Regions from separate parts of the Mus musculus genome. Here regions 1 and 2 are each linked to region 3. A link is a contact called in public promoter capture Hi-C data. All regions are on one chromosome and are shown on one strand. Each heading gives the region's core, a stretch centred on a gene start, on an enhancer-like site or on the middle of the called end of the contact. The rest is flanking DNA. Distances are from core to core; before and after follow the strand shown.

What was found. Capture Hi-C pulls out chosen DNA fragments and counts their contacts.
Region 1: a contact with region 3 is called in a promoter capture Hi-C map of liver. The contact joins the promoter of Chrna5 here to the promoter of Tmem266 in region 3. A contact is called at or near these places in 3 of 39 promoter capture datasets (the C10 cell line, hippocampal neurons and pre-B cells), 2 of 484 Hi-C or Micro-C datasets (both in embryonic stem cells), 2 of 115 datasets of contacts at active chromatin or transcription factors (astrocytes and embryonic forebrain) and 5 of 9 other capture datasets (adipose tissue, embryonic stem cells, liver and 2 more).
Region 2: a contact with region 3 is called in a promoter capture Hi-C map of adipose tissue. The contact joins the promoter of Hykk here to the promoter of Tmem266 in region 3. A contact is called at or near these places in 1 of 39 promoter capture datasets (cranial neural crest), 1 of 15 datasets of contacts at CTCF or cohesin (pro-B cells), 5 of 484 Hi-C or Micro-C datasets (adipose-derived mesenchymal stem cells, cortical neurons, cranial neural crest and 1 more), 4 of 115 datasets of contacts at active chromatin or transcription factors (the NIH/3T3 cell line, astrocytes, bone marrow-derived macrophages and 1 more) and 2 of 9 other capture datasets (adipose tissue and liver).

What each region holds. Positions count from the first base shown.
Region 1 is chr9:54,978,488-54,982,862 of GRCm38.p6, reverse strand. It overlaps Chrna5 (cholinergic receptor, nicotinic, alpha polypeptide 5), which reads right to left and starts at 1,375. Exons shown (of 6, transcript NM_001373901.1): 1 at 1,142-1,375. The coding sequence starts at 1,247.
Region 2 is chr9:54,914,667-54,919,062 of GRCm38.p6, reverse strand. Hykk (hydroxylysine kinase 1) reads right to left here and starts at 1,773. Exons shown (of 5, transcript NM_177351.4): 1 at 1,205-1,773.
Region 3 is chr9:55,325,484-55,329,831 of GRCm38.p6, reverse strand. It overlaps Tmem266 (transmembrane protein 266), which reads right to left and starts at 2,919. Exons shown (of 11, transcript NM_172923.4): 1 at 2,832-2,919.

The DNA of each region.
Region 1 (4,375 bases), core at 126-2,625, 350 kb after region 3:
GAGTTAGCAGTTTACACCATTGAAGAATCAGCAACAATGATTTATCTTAAAACAGAGAAACCTTTTCAAAATTCCCAGCTCCATCAAGAGTGGCAGGGATACCATTTTCTAGGCTGTCAGGCACTGCCTGGCGTTTTATATGCACCAATCAATCCTGAAAACGGATGAGAAAAGCAAGCAGTGTTGTCCTCCTGGTTCAACGGAAGAACGCAGTGGAGAGAATTCTGTCTTAAGACAAGACACACTGGGGACATAAATTAAGACAAGGGCACCCCTTTCCTTCTCTAAACTGTTTACACTCTGCAAAGATTTCATCTCTTCAGTAGACCGGTCCTGTAATCGGGAATCCTAGCCTGCGAAGTTACCACTTCCTAAAGAAAACCAGGACTCACAATTTAAGAACCTTAAGGAAAGAAAGGTCTGCCAGATTTCCTCATCTCAATAAAACTGAGCTTTGAGTGCAGCGACCCTCCACTTAAAGGAGCCGCACCTTCTCTAATATAGGACACACCACAGGTGCTCCAGAAACGGTAGTATTTTTTTCCAAAGTTCTTAAAAGGGCGGACTAAAATATGCTAAAGCACTGTAAATTCAAAGTACTAGCTAGGTTGTTTTGTTTGTTTCTATCCCAACCCACAACATCTGAAACGCTAACCAGGGGAGGGAGATGGGGCGCGGGAGAACGTGGAGGGTCGAGCTGGGAGGGTGGTACGCGCGAGCCCTGTTCCAAAAGAGCGAGGAACCCAGATACAATCCTTGAGTCCCGAAGTCTGGGCATGTGAACTGCCTAGCAAACGTTTCTTCTGCAAACGTTTGCTTCTTCTGGCCAAGATGCTGCCAGGAGTGAGGGAGAAGAGGGTAAACTATAAAGTCTCAAAGGCGAACATTAAGCCCAAAGTCTCCACACCGAGAACCAGCCACCAAGTGGGAAGCCCGATGACAGCAGCACGCTCTTGGAAAGTTGTACCGAGGCACGCCCTACACCAGCCGCCCAACGGTGACAGCCACCGAACGCCAAAACCGGCCTTTTCTTTGCTTTTGGGTGCTAACCTGGAACCTCATCCCGAATTTTCAGAAGAAAGGGAAAGGGAGCGGAGCCCTGCTGCGGGGCCCCGCGACCCTCAGCCCCGCCCCGGCTCACCTCCCCGCGCGCCCCGCGCCGCCCCGGCCGGCCGCCAGCGCCCCGCCAGCAGCTGCACCATCAAGAGCAGGCGCAGCGCGCGCCGCCGCGACCCCCGCGCCGCCATCGCCCGTCCGCCCGCCGACGGCTGCCTCGCGGATTACTCCGGGCCCTGAGGGACGGAGCACAAGAGCTGCCGCCGAAATCCGCTCGTTTCTCGGAAGCCGCTCGCCGCTCGCTCTTCAGCTTCTGCACGAAGCCCACCTTACCACTCGGTGGAAGGCCCGCGGAGCTCGAGGGCGGAGCCGCGGCGCTTAGCCCCGCCCCTATGGCCCGCAGCCCCGCCCCCAGAGCCCACACCCTGTCCTTCTAGGCTCCGCCCCGGGTCCAGCTTCATCAACTCGTAGCTCCGCCTTTCCCACACCTGGTGCTACCTTGTCACCCCCCTTCTCAGCCTTCCGCAAGAATTGTGACAGGTGCGAAGACTGTCCTGACCTCTGTTTTGGTGCGGTTTTGTTTCCTTTGGAACTGTAAACTCTGGATCCCCGAGTGAGCCAACAAGACTGCCTCCCTGCTGTGGACTTTCATGCCCCTGCTGTAGATACTAAGTGATCCATATCAGAAGACCTGCATTCGAGATCTGCATCTTGTTCAAATCACTCTTCCTTTGTGCGTCTATTTTCTCTTCCTTGTAAATGAGATGGATAAACTGGAGGACTCTGAAGGACAACTGTGACTGACAGCTCTGACATTCATTCAAGTCATCCGCGAAAATGATAGGCAATTGCTTCCAGAGTAGGCCATGCTGCCTGTGCGGTCATCACTTGGCATTGTAAATATTAGTGCCTTCGACTGCCACTGCTCCCTTACAACTTTGATGGAGATCGATGCTGACTGCGTCACAAATCCCTGTAGACTCTACACTGTATCTCATTGCCTCTGCTCATAATTGATTAGAACGCTTCATTTGGTTGAAGAGATTCAGGCAAATTATCTTTAAACTTCAGTGGCAGAGCATGCCAGATTTTTCACAGAAAATTATGGAGTTGGCACCTCTACAATTCATTATAGGCAGAAATCTCACTCCAACCTTCAGACTGCATAAATCTGTTTAAGTGAGACCGGGTTGCAAAGAATCTTAAAGGCAAAAGTCATTTAAGACCTTTTCCCCCTGGGTCCAAGTATACCCAGGGAAATGGAAACAATGTCCAAATGAGCGAGTGTATTTAAGCAGGCAAATGAAAGAACCAGAGAATAAAAGATGTGTATGGTGTTCACAATGCCAGTTGTTAATTACACCTCTGCACAAGAGTGAGACAGTGCCTAACCCCCTACACAGCAAATATATACTTTGAAGAATTTATAGGACTTACAGCTACTTATACCATTTGTTCTTGCCAGTGTTTGGGTGACTTTAGAGTGTTGCTCTACTTTCACAGCTAAGGAACGTGGAGAGTGGAGTTGAATAATTACTGAAGATCACAATACCTGTCAGTGGTAAAGCTGGGTTAATGGTTGTTAGCTCAGCCACCGTGAGCATAATTAGAACTTGGACTGCTCCGGAGTGTTAATCTACAGTCACAAGAGGACAGTTACCTACATCATCTCTGCAACACCATTGCCAGTTAAGCCAAAGGCGTGGCCTGGGATGTCTTGGGCACTTTCCAACCCAGGTAAATCATCTCAGTACACAATGCGTCCCTCTTGGATGCTTTCCCCTCTAGGATAATGTGCTAATCTTTCACATTTGCCAGCTGTGTGTCCGTCCCTAAATCCTTGGCAGGCATCTCCACATTGCTAGGACACACTAACTGACCAATCAACAATGAAGGCTGTTGAGCAGCCACTGCCAAAATTCTCCTGACATAGCATCTACCCACTAAATGTCTAACACTGAGCTAAAGGAACTATCATGCAGTTCGTTTTTTGTCTTGTATTGCTTTTGCTTTGATTTATGTTTATATCTGTGTGCCAGTATTTGTCTGTGCATAGGGGACCCAGAAGAGGCCAGGGTTGGGACCTTTGGAGCTGCAGTTACAGGTAGCTGTGAGCTGGGAATGGGCTTTAGTGCTTGGAATTGAACTGTAGTCCTCCAGAAGAACAGAAGTATTCTTAAGACCTGAGCTTGGAGCCCAGAGCCCTTGTAAAAAGCTGCATATGGCTGCATAAGCCCTCCTAGAACTGTGTGGGGTTGAGTCAGGAGAACTGCTGAGGCTCTCTGGCCTCTGGCCCTAACTCTAAGTTCAGCAAGAGACTCTATCTCAAAGGTAACACAGCAGGACACCTGATATCCTTCTTTGGCCTCCTAACTCTCAAGCATTTGAATACATACTCACGTGCATATACCCACGCTCCAGAAAAGAAATAAAATAGAATTTAATAGTAATCTTACTGACCTGGCTACATATGTGAGATGTAATATGTATTTTAAATATACAAGTTAATTTATTCTCCAGCAGCAACACTAGGAAAGTACTTATATTGCCCCCATTTTGTCTTAACTTCCCCCTCCATCCCCTTGTGTGCTCCTCCCTTTCAGAAGCCCGTTGGCTTCAGTAATCTTTTCCTTCTTCCTATGTAGACCTACATGCTGGGCAAAGCAGTGCAAGACTGTAACCTCAGCACTCAGGAGAGGCTGAGGCAAAGGCATCATGAGTTCCACACAAGCTTATGTTGCACAAGGAGACACACACACACACACACACACACACACACACACACACACACCAGATCAATAGATCCAGTCTTATACTCAGATGTTGGTTGTACCTCTAGGCTCTGGTGAGCCTGGCAATGAACTTGAAACCATTAACATTAAACATCACTTACTATATCCCAAAGTATTCCTTCCTGTTAAACTTCCCATCACTATTGAACAAATTATTCACACTCGGAATCTGGAAACCACCCCTGGCCCCCATCCTACCCCCGCCCCCAGCTCACTTACTGAGTTCTTCTCATCCTTAAGTGCAGATGGCAGCACGAGGAACATCTGAGAAACTGAATCTTACATTCTTTCTGTGACTTTTTCAAAAAGTGCCATTGCCTTCGGTAATTCTGTACCACCACCTCACCTGTTCTTAGGTCTAGCCACACTGGCTCCTTCACTCTCCAGAGCAAGCAATCTGGTCCTATCAGGGGACTTTCACACATGCCCATTAACTCTATCTGGACCTTTCTTCCCTTCACTCTTCCTGTTCCCTGCTTTGCCTACCTCCTAGTGCAGTTTCAGCCCTGGCATTATCTGCCACTCCT
Region 2 (4,396 bases), core at 524-3,023, 410 kb after region 3:
CTGTTGTATTCTTGACAAACACTTCTCATGTTTACCTTCTGACCACAGTATTTGCTTTCAGAAGCCAATTAAGCCCTTCAGGTGTTGACACTAAACTTATGATCACAAAGACTAAACAGGGCTTCAAAAGAATCTTTGCACCTGAAACTTCTGGAAACTGATACATCCTGTTACACTGCTTTTGGCTCTAAGACTTTACAAGGAATTTTAAACATTCCTTCTGAATATATTTATAGAATAAGGCTAGTGCTCAGGATGTAATGTGAACTGAAACCCTAACTCCAAGATGAAATCCTCTCAGGTCTGAAAGAATTTAAGGGTATTAAAAACAACAGTGAGCTTGATAGGGATTTGACAGGGAGCTGGGTGTGGTAGCTCACATCTGCTATCCTGCCAATCCAGAGACAGGACAATAAGATTGCTGCTAGTTGAAGGTCAGTCCAGACTACCTATTGAGTTCCAAGCTAGCCCCGGCTACTGTGAGAGACTTTGTCTCAAAAAGAAAAAGCTATTAAAATTGAAGACTGTTGAAGGCAATTGGTGAAGGCCAATCTCCAGAAAACATCCCCATGTCCTTAAAGGGGGCTTGTTAATTATCTCTTTGAAGAGTCCTATTTGTTAAAGCAAAGTCCTGTTTACAAAGTACTGTTGGCAGGTCTGGTCACAGGACAACCTGGTACCAAACAGTTACTGAGCTGTGAAAAGTCCTAGCACCAGCTGGGCAGCCAACCTCCGTAACTTTAGCCACACTGCCTCTAAAAGAGTTCAACGAAGAATTTTGAGCCTTTTTGCTGAATATAGAAAGAACTCCACAACCTGAAAAAAAAGGACACACATTGAAACATGCTACTGAAAGCAAATACACATAAAGAAAAAACTTAAAAAATAAAAATAGAACAACAGAGACATCCATTTTCATCAAATGCGCCCCATGTGTGGAGAGAGTGGAGAGCGAATCGAAATCTATATAGATGTTAGTATACTTCTTGTCAACAATATTTAGAGCCGGAAACAAACAAACAAACAAACAAACAAAAACAACCTCAAACAGTAAGGACTTCTAAGCAGGAGGTTTGCACCAGACTCCATAATTTTTCGCTGCATGAGAGGGGAATGGAGAGGGAGTGGATCTTACACTCTGCACTTGGTGAAAAGTACACAAGAATAAAATAATAATAATACATAAACTAGTCTTTCCTCTCACCTTCTCCTAAAGTGTTACAAAGTCTTTGTGACTTCTGCCTTAGCACTTTCTCCACGTCTGTCTTCGACGACCCCTCTGCTGTGAGCTTCCAGGCTTGGGAAGCAGGCAGTGATGTTCCCTGCACTTATTTCGTGAGTTGCCTCCACTCACAGCTCACGGGCTGCAGGAACTCTACACTCCAAGGGCGATTGGAAGCAAGACTCACTTCCAGGGGGTCTTGCTGAGGAGCGAAAGACGCCGATGGGAGGGAGGTGGCCCACAACCCGTTCCCGGCCTGTCTCAGGTCCAGAGGAGCCTTAGGATGGCTTCCACCCCCAAACCATGCAGGCCCGCGGAGGGTGGGACCCTCAAAACTGCGCACTGAAATCTCAGCAGGGCTGGGGCTGGGCAGTGACCTGCCGCGTCAGCACGCAGTGAGTTTGAGGAGCGCAAGGGTTGCAGGAGCCCGCCGCCGCTTCTCGGGGATGTCCCCTCAGAGAGACCCTTGACTCGCTTCAGTCTCTTCCACCTCCTCTCACGCACAGCGACCGGACGTCCTGAGGCCGATTGCTCTCTCCCCTCAGTCAGCTAGTGGTTGCGGTGCAGGAGGTGGGGCCGGACCCGCCGCCGCTGCGAGCCCCGCCTTCCTATTGGCTCCTCCCACATCCCTCCGCCCAGTCAGTACACACTACTGACAGTTCTGGCCCAACCCTCTCCATCCCACCAATAGAGTTCAGAGATCTGGCTTCTGATTGGCTGTCTGGAATCCGACAACCTTGTCAATCTCGGCTCTCTAGTCAAAACTCGTTTCTGATTGGCTCTCAAGTAGCCAATTAGTAGGCCTTGGGGTTTGAGTGGTATCTGTCAATTCTCACCAGGTTGGCTTAGTCCTGGCAGCGACTTGGAGCACAAGTCTGTCAGCAAGCTGCCAGGAGAGATAGCATCTTGCCTTTCTTTCCTCACTCCATCCAGCTCTTTCTAGAAGAGAGTATCCTGAAGGCCATCTTCATAGAGGTTGACTAGAGGTTCATTCTCCCCAGAAAGGAATCCTGGTTCTGAAACTACAAGGATCGGTCCCTCTCTGTGAGGAAATGGGGCTCGCTGTCTTTGTACTAGCATGTCCCAATCTGAAAAGGCTTCATTTATTAAACAGACCTACACTGTCTGTGCTGGCGGGAACTGAAGTCTAAAGGGCATAGACCCTTACTTAACCAGACCGTGCTTACCAACTCCCAGTTCAGGATCTAGGCGGTAGCACCAGTTTTTAAGCGGGGTAACGAAGTACAATAGAGAGAGAGAGAGAAAGAAAGCAGCATCCTCAGGCAGCTTGTAGGGTCTCAAAGCCCATGCCAACAGCGACTCGTTTCCTCCAAGGCCACACCCACTCCAGAAAGGCCACACCTCCAAATAGTGCCACTCCCTGGGTCAAGCATATTCAAACCACCACACTAAGCCACATAGCTGGATGCCTTCCTCCAGCTAAGCAGGACCTTTTTGATAGACCAGAGCACTCCCTGCTGGAAGAGTCCTGTACACCTGTCACTCAGGTTTGCAATTTGCTCTCCTTATGTTATGGTGCTGTATGCATATCTCACTTGTTTTTTCTTGTTCTGGCATACTCATGGGTGCTATCGTTACTCTGATGATGATGATGAATGATTGTTGTTGTTGTTGTTTCCGAGACAGGGTTTCTCTGTATAGCCGTGGCTGTCCTGGAACTCACTTTGTAGACCAGGCTGGACTCGAACTCAGAAATCTGCCTGCCTCTGCCTCCCAAGTGCTGGGATTATTAACTCGGATAGTCTCTCCAATCCCCGTCAACACCTATCGTAATGAGAAATTTCCTTTGCCCCCTTTAGAAATATGTTTATCTGTTTTTCTTTTTCTTTGTGTGGGATGGGGGAAGGTGGGGAGGTTCGAGACAGAATTTCTCTGTGTAGCCCTGGCTGTCCAGGAACTCCATCTGAAGCCCAGGCCAGCCTTGAACACCTGCTTCTGCCTCTGGAGTGCTGGGATTGAAGGCATGCCTCACCATTGCCTAGCACATTTCTTTTCTAATCTTCAAATAGGGACGACCTTTCTGCACTTTCTGATGTTGGCGACTGTGACTTGAGTCTCCTGTAACCATGTTTGCTTTCTGAGGCCTCTCTGCAGTGTCTGAATTCGCTACACCTTCTCTCACTTTCCTACTGCTACTGATCCGTTTTCTTTCTCCTCACGGCCTGGGGAAAAAAAGATGAGAATGAGGATTGAATGCTGAAATTGTGAAAACTGAAGGCACAGGACAACAGACGTCACAATTGCCTTCTTTGGTTTGTACCTGCTTCCATTTCCCTGTACATTCTGCTTGCATGTGTGTGCCCACACATGTATGTGCACACACACTGGTGAAGAGGATTTTCCATCTTTTCCAGTACCTGATCTGTGCTTTTCCCCTTGAGACAGGGCCTCTCATTTGGAGTTAATTTTTTCAGTTGGGTTGGCAGTGAGAAAGCTCCAGTGATCCTTCTGTCCCTGACTCAGCACTGGGGTGGCAGAAATGTACACAGAAATTAATTTGGCTGTTTTTTTCATGGGTTCTTTGGATCTGAACTCAGGTCTTTATGTCTGGGCAGCAAGTACTCTTACCCACTGAGCCATTTCCTCAGACATCCCTGGACACTTTTTGGAACTATATTGCACAGTATAGTGATGGGTGTGTAATGCTAGCACTTAAGAGGTTGAAGCAGAGCAGGGCAGTGGTGGCGCATAACTTTAATCCCAGCACTCGGGTTGAAGCAGAGCAGGGCAGTGGTGGCGCATAACTTTAATCCCAGCACTCGGGAGGCAGAGGCAGAGGCAGAGGCAGAGGCAGAGGCAGAGGCAGAGGCAGAGGCAGAGGCAGAGGCAGAGGCAGAGGCAGAGGCAGAGGCAGAGAGGCAGAGAGGCAGAGGCAGGCAGATTTTTGAGTTTGAGGCCAGCCTGGTCTACAGAGTGAGTTCCAGGACAGCCAGGGATACTCAGAGAAACCCTGTCTCAAAAAAACCAAAAAAAAAAAAAAAAAAAAAAGAGGTTGAAGCAGGATTCTGAGTACATAAGGAAACCCTATCACAAAGGAGAGAAAACAAAAGGCTTTCTGCAACTTGCTATTTTTACTTTAAGTAGACATGTTCCCACTTATCTTCCTACATAAACTTTATACAGGTTAAGTTTTAGGTCTAGACTGTCTGATGT
Region 3 (4,348 bases), core at 1,670-4,169:
ATGAAAATGGTGGTCCTTCCTCTCCCCTCTGAAATGTTCACCCTCCGTGAAAGGAATAAAAAGTCACACAGATGCCTTCATAATGGCCGGCATGGCTTTTCCAAGTTTACAAATGTTTCAAGAAAGGAAGACATAGTCCAGAATATTTGGTTGTTTGCTTGTTTACAGTTCCCGAGTCGACCTGTGCACAGAGAATGGAGCTCATCTGTGCATTACATAAAATTCTGTTTGCATGGAAGGCAACCAGTCTACCTCATGCTTGGCAATTATGAGATTCCTTCTTGGAGAAGATCCTGACACTTCCCAAGGGAAAGAGAGCCCTTTTCTTCCCCAGAAATCAGCAACACCTCTCTCTTTCTGCGTCCTCTTCTCAGTGCTGTCAGGACTCATCCCGAGTTTTTGACCATAGGCTTGGAAATCTCCAGGGCAGAAAAATTCCACCTCAGCATTTCCATAAGCACTGGAAATTGAATTATTCTAAAACGGAGTATTTTCTAAGAGGCAAATCTTCTATACAAATTGTCTGCTATCAGTAGACGTCAGTATCGTGATGGAGGTAACATTCTGCTCAAACCAGGCTCATGTCCAAGGAAAACAGCTTTTAGAATTTAGAGTAAACAATTTTATATATCTCACTTACTGTTATCTATCATAGCCAGTGTGTGCATCATTAAAAGCTGTGTCTTCCATATGATGTGCTTTCCAGTTAATTCTCTAAGTTCAACCATACCTTTCTCACTACTAGCTCCATTGCACAGCCTGAGTATAAAATCTAGCAACTCTGTTAGGTGAATTTTCCATTCACAAAACTATAACAGCTTGTAAGTCCATGAAAACTGCTACAAATGTGTAACCAAGTCCAACACCTGAGCTGTAAGAATGCACTTGTGAAAAGAGAGATTACATATATGTGTGTGTGTGTGTGTGTGTGTGTGTATGTATGTATATATATCTCCATAGTTAAATGGATACATTCTAAGAGCTTTTAGTGAATAGTTGCCATGGTTGTAGACACCAGACTGTGCCACATGGCTGACATGGAGTCATTTACCCCCTCATAGCACCCACAAGTGTGACAAGACAGTGGAGTGACGACCAGCAGTGACAACAAGAGATGGTGCTCAAACAGGTAGGGCAGGGCGAGGGTGTGAAGAGTACGCCAGCACCCACATGATCTGTAGGTACTTTGTGGGTTTAAACTGAACATAATTGATTATGTGAGGTAGTTTTAATGCAGGATGCCTTGGACCCTGTGTTTAAAAATAGGCTCAGTGTCACCACAAAAGAAATTACACGCGGTGCCACTCATGAACACCAGTTTCTCATCTTGGAAAGCCACAAAATTGGTACGGGATCTGTGAAATGGAAAATTGCATCAGGGCCTATGCGCTCACACGTGAACCCGATCTTAATGAAAAGACGGATGGGGTAGCAACACTGAAGTTGAATGCTGAGCCCCCAGCGTCCTGCAATCTGCAATCGGGTGTGATGCAGATGAACTGGATCTTTACCCTGCTCCTGACTGAGCGACCTTGGGTAAGTCAGTTAACCCCTTAAGTGCCAGCTTCTTCATCTCCAACACAGAGATGACAGCCTTGCAGTGAAGACCCAAGGAAATGAGCCACAAATGGCGTTTAGCTCAGCACTGGGTCCCTACAAGTACATCTCCTGGTTTAATGTGGTACCACAGTCCAGCTGCTGGACCCCCACAGCTTGCGAGTCATTTTCATTTTGTGCTTCCGGCTCTTTCTGTTCTTTTCACTATATTATTCCTGGGGGAGGGCCATAGGGAGCAGTTACATACAGTCCACTTTCCCCACTCTTCTTCACAGCCAAGTTAAAGCTAGGGAAATAGATAATATACCCTGAAGAGAAACCCAGTGCTTAGAATATGGTGATGTATGTATATGGAATATAAGTAAATCATATTTCAGTCTAAACTATATAATGGAAAAAATGAGAATTTATTTCAAAAGAAAGAATTGGCAGGCAACACATTTAAAGAGGATAGAATGGGGTCTTACGGACCTCATTATTTCAGTATTGGTGACTATGAAACAGAATGGAGTATGGGGTCTGACTTCCAACAGGTGGCTAGCTTTAATCGGCTTCAGATGCAAAACCGCGATGAGTCTGAGTAAGCAAGACTCAGATGCTCAATTCAAGGCCTCCTATTAACAATTTAGAAAGAATTTCTTTCCTGGGTTTAAACCTCCCTGGCAAGTTAGCAAGCAGGGAACTGTCTGCACCTGTCCTCGGAACAGTACGCCAGGCTGACATGAAACCCTCCATCCTTTCCAGACCGTCCATCCTGCCGCTGGGGCACCTAGCGACAAACCGGGGAAGCCCACTAGGAAGTGGTCACGACCAGCAAAGCCACAAACCCCTAGGGTGTGGGATTTCCACCTCTACACCACGTCTGAAAACCGAAAATAGGCGTCCACTTGCTATACTGCAATGGGATTCCCCTTAGAAGCAAACCTCCCGCACCCCCAGCTTTCATGTTTTATTAATAAATGCAAGATGGCACACAGAGGCAAAGAATAGGAGGGAAGGCATCCGCAGCTGGACCCGAACCAGGACAGTTTGCAAAAATAAATAAGAAGCATGTGACAAGCAGATCCCCAGTCTGGATCTGAAGACCCCGTGCTCCCCAGAGGATGGTCGTCCGGCTCCCCAGCCCGGGACATGAAGGTCAGCTGCAGGATCCTAGTCCTCCAGGGCAGTCACCCTGCAAACCACGATCCGGCCCCTACCTTTGCCTCCCTCACCCGCCCGCCCGGGCCACAGCCGGGGAAGCCCCGGCGGCTGCCGGCTGCAAGAACACGTACCTGCTGCCGGAGCTCAGGATTCGCTCTGCTCTGCAGCGCCGGGCCCGCGCTCCCGCTCCCGGGGCTCCCCTCTCCGCCCCCCCACCCCCCCGCCCCCTCGCGGCCCCGCCGCTCCCTCCGCCCCTCCGCCCACCCCGCTCGAGCGCGCGCGCACGCGCTTTCGGGACGGCGGCTCTCCCGGGCCCGCGCCTGCGCTCTCGCTGCCCGCTCCCGCTCCCGCTCGCGCGTTCCGGAGGCTGCAGAGGGGCCGCGCGGCTGTCTAGGAAACTGCGACCAGCGGGGGCCGCGTGTGGGCAGTCACCCCCGGCGAAGGGCAAGCGGGCCTCGTGGCGCGGGTGACAGGGGGCAGGAGCTCGAAGCGGAGGCTGGCTGGTGCGGCCGAGGGCGGGCGGGCGCCTGCGGTCCCACGGTACCGCCCTGGGTGCGTTTTCACACACTGTGCTGTGAGTAGCGGCGCGCAGTGTCCTCCGAGGTTTCTGCCTGCCGCCCCTGGTGTGTGCATTGCCCCAAGGAGCCTTTGAAGGCATTGCCCACCCCTCGGTGGTCCCCATCACATTCTCACGTGACAGATACACTGTGCGTGTTGGTCATGTATTGTAAATGAAGAGTTTTCTGCCCTTGAAGCGCCTGTCCCGATTGAGAATGCCTAGAGTAGACAGAGTGACTGAGCAATCTGGGGGTTTAAAAAAAAAAAAAAAAAGCCTCACGTGTGAAAAGGAAAAAAAAAAAAAGCTTACTGCTGTGAACAGTTTTTAAAAACAGTTTTTTAAAAATAGCCGCTTTCCTTTGGGGTTTTGGCCTTCTTATGTTAGATACTTTAAAGATCGGAAACCCTTCTTTCTCTAGGGCACAAAGTTCCTGAGTGACTTTGGGGTTCTCCCCCATTGGCTTCCCCTCCAGAATAATCACTATTTGGTTAGGTTCACGTGGCCTTCAGGAACGCCTGCGACTTTCTTGCCTTCTCTTCCACTAGCAAAACGGTAGAAATTAGAATTGAAAGCTTTAAAACCCAGACCATACATAGAACCGCCTGAAGGGCTCGGATCGGTTTTTTAATAGATACAGAAATGTCTAGACAAGGAATGTACATGGAAAAGTATGTCTTTGTTTAGTCCTCACCTACCAACATTTCTTAACCATCTGTAATGTCTAATTTCGGGGGGCAGGGGGTCCTTGGAGAAAACAGTTGTAGAAGTTATTTGGCTTGACAGGATTTCCCCCTACTGGTTCTAGGCATAAATAGACTGGAAAGTAGAAATGCTGTCCTCCCTCCATACTACCTCCCCGTGACCCCCCATTTAGTAGAACTACACTTAAGTTTCCTTAAGGGCTTTGAACAGCATTCATGACAGTGTTTCGCTGGTTAGCCATCTGGCAAAACATTGAGATACAAAGATTTCCTGAATTAGACTCCAATAACAAGCACAAACAATAATCCCTGGAATTAATGAGATTGCATGAAACTAATCACTCCCCACCCCTACCCCATGTGCCAGAAAATCAAGAGGGAGGAGACA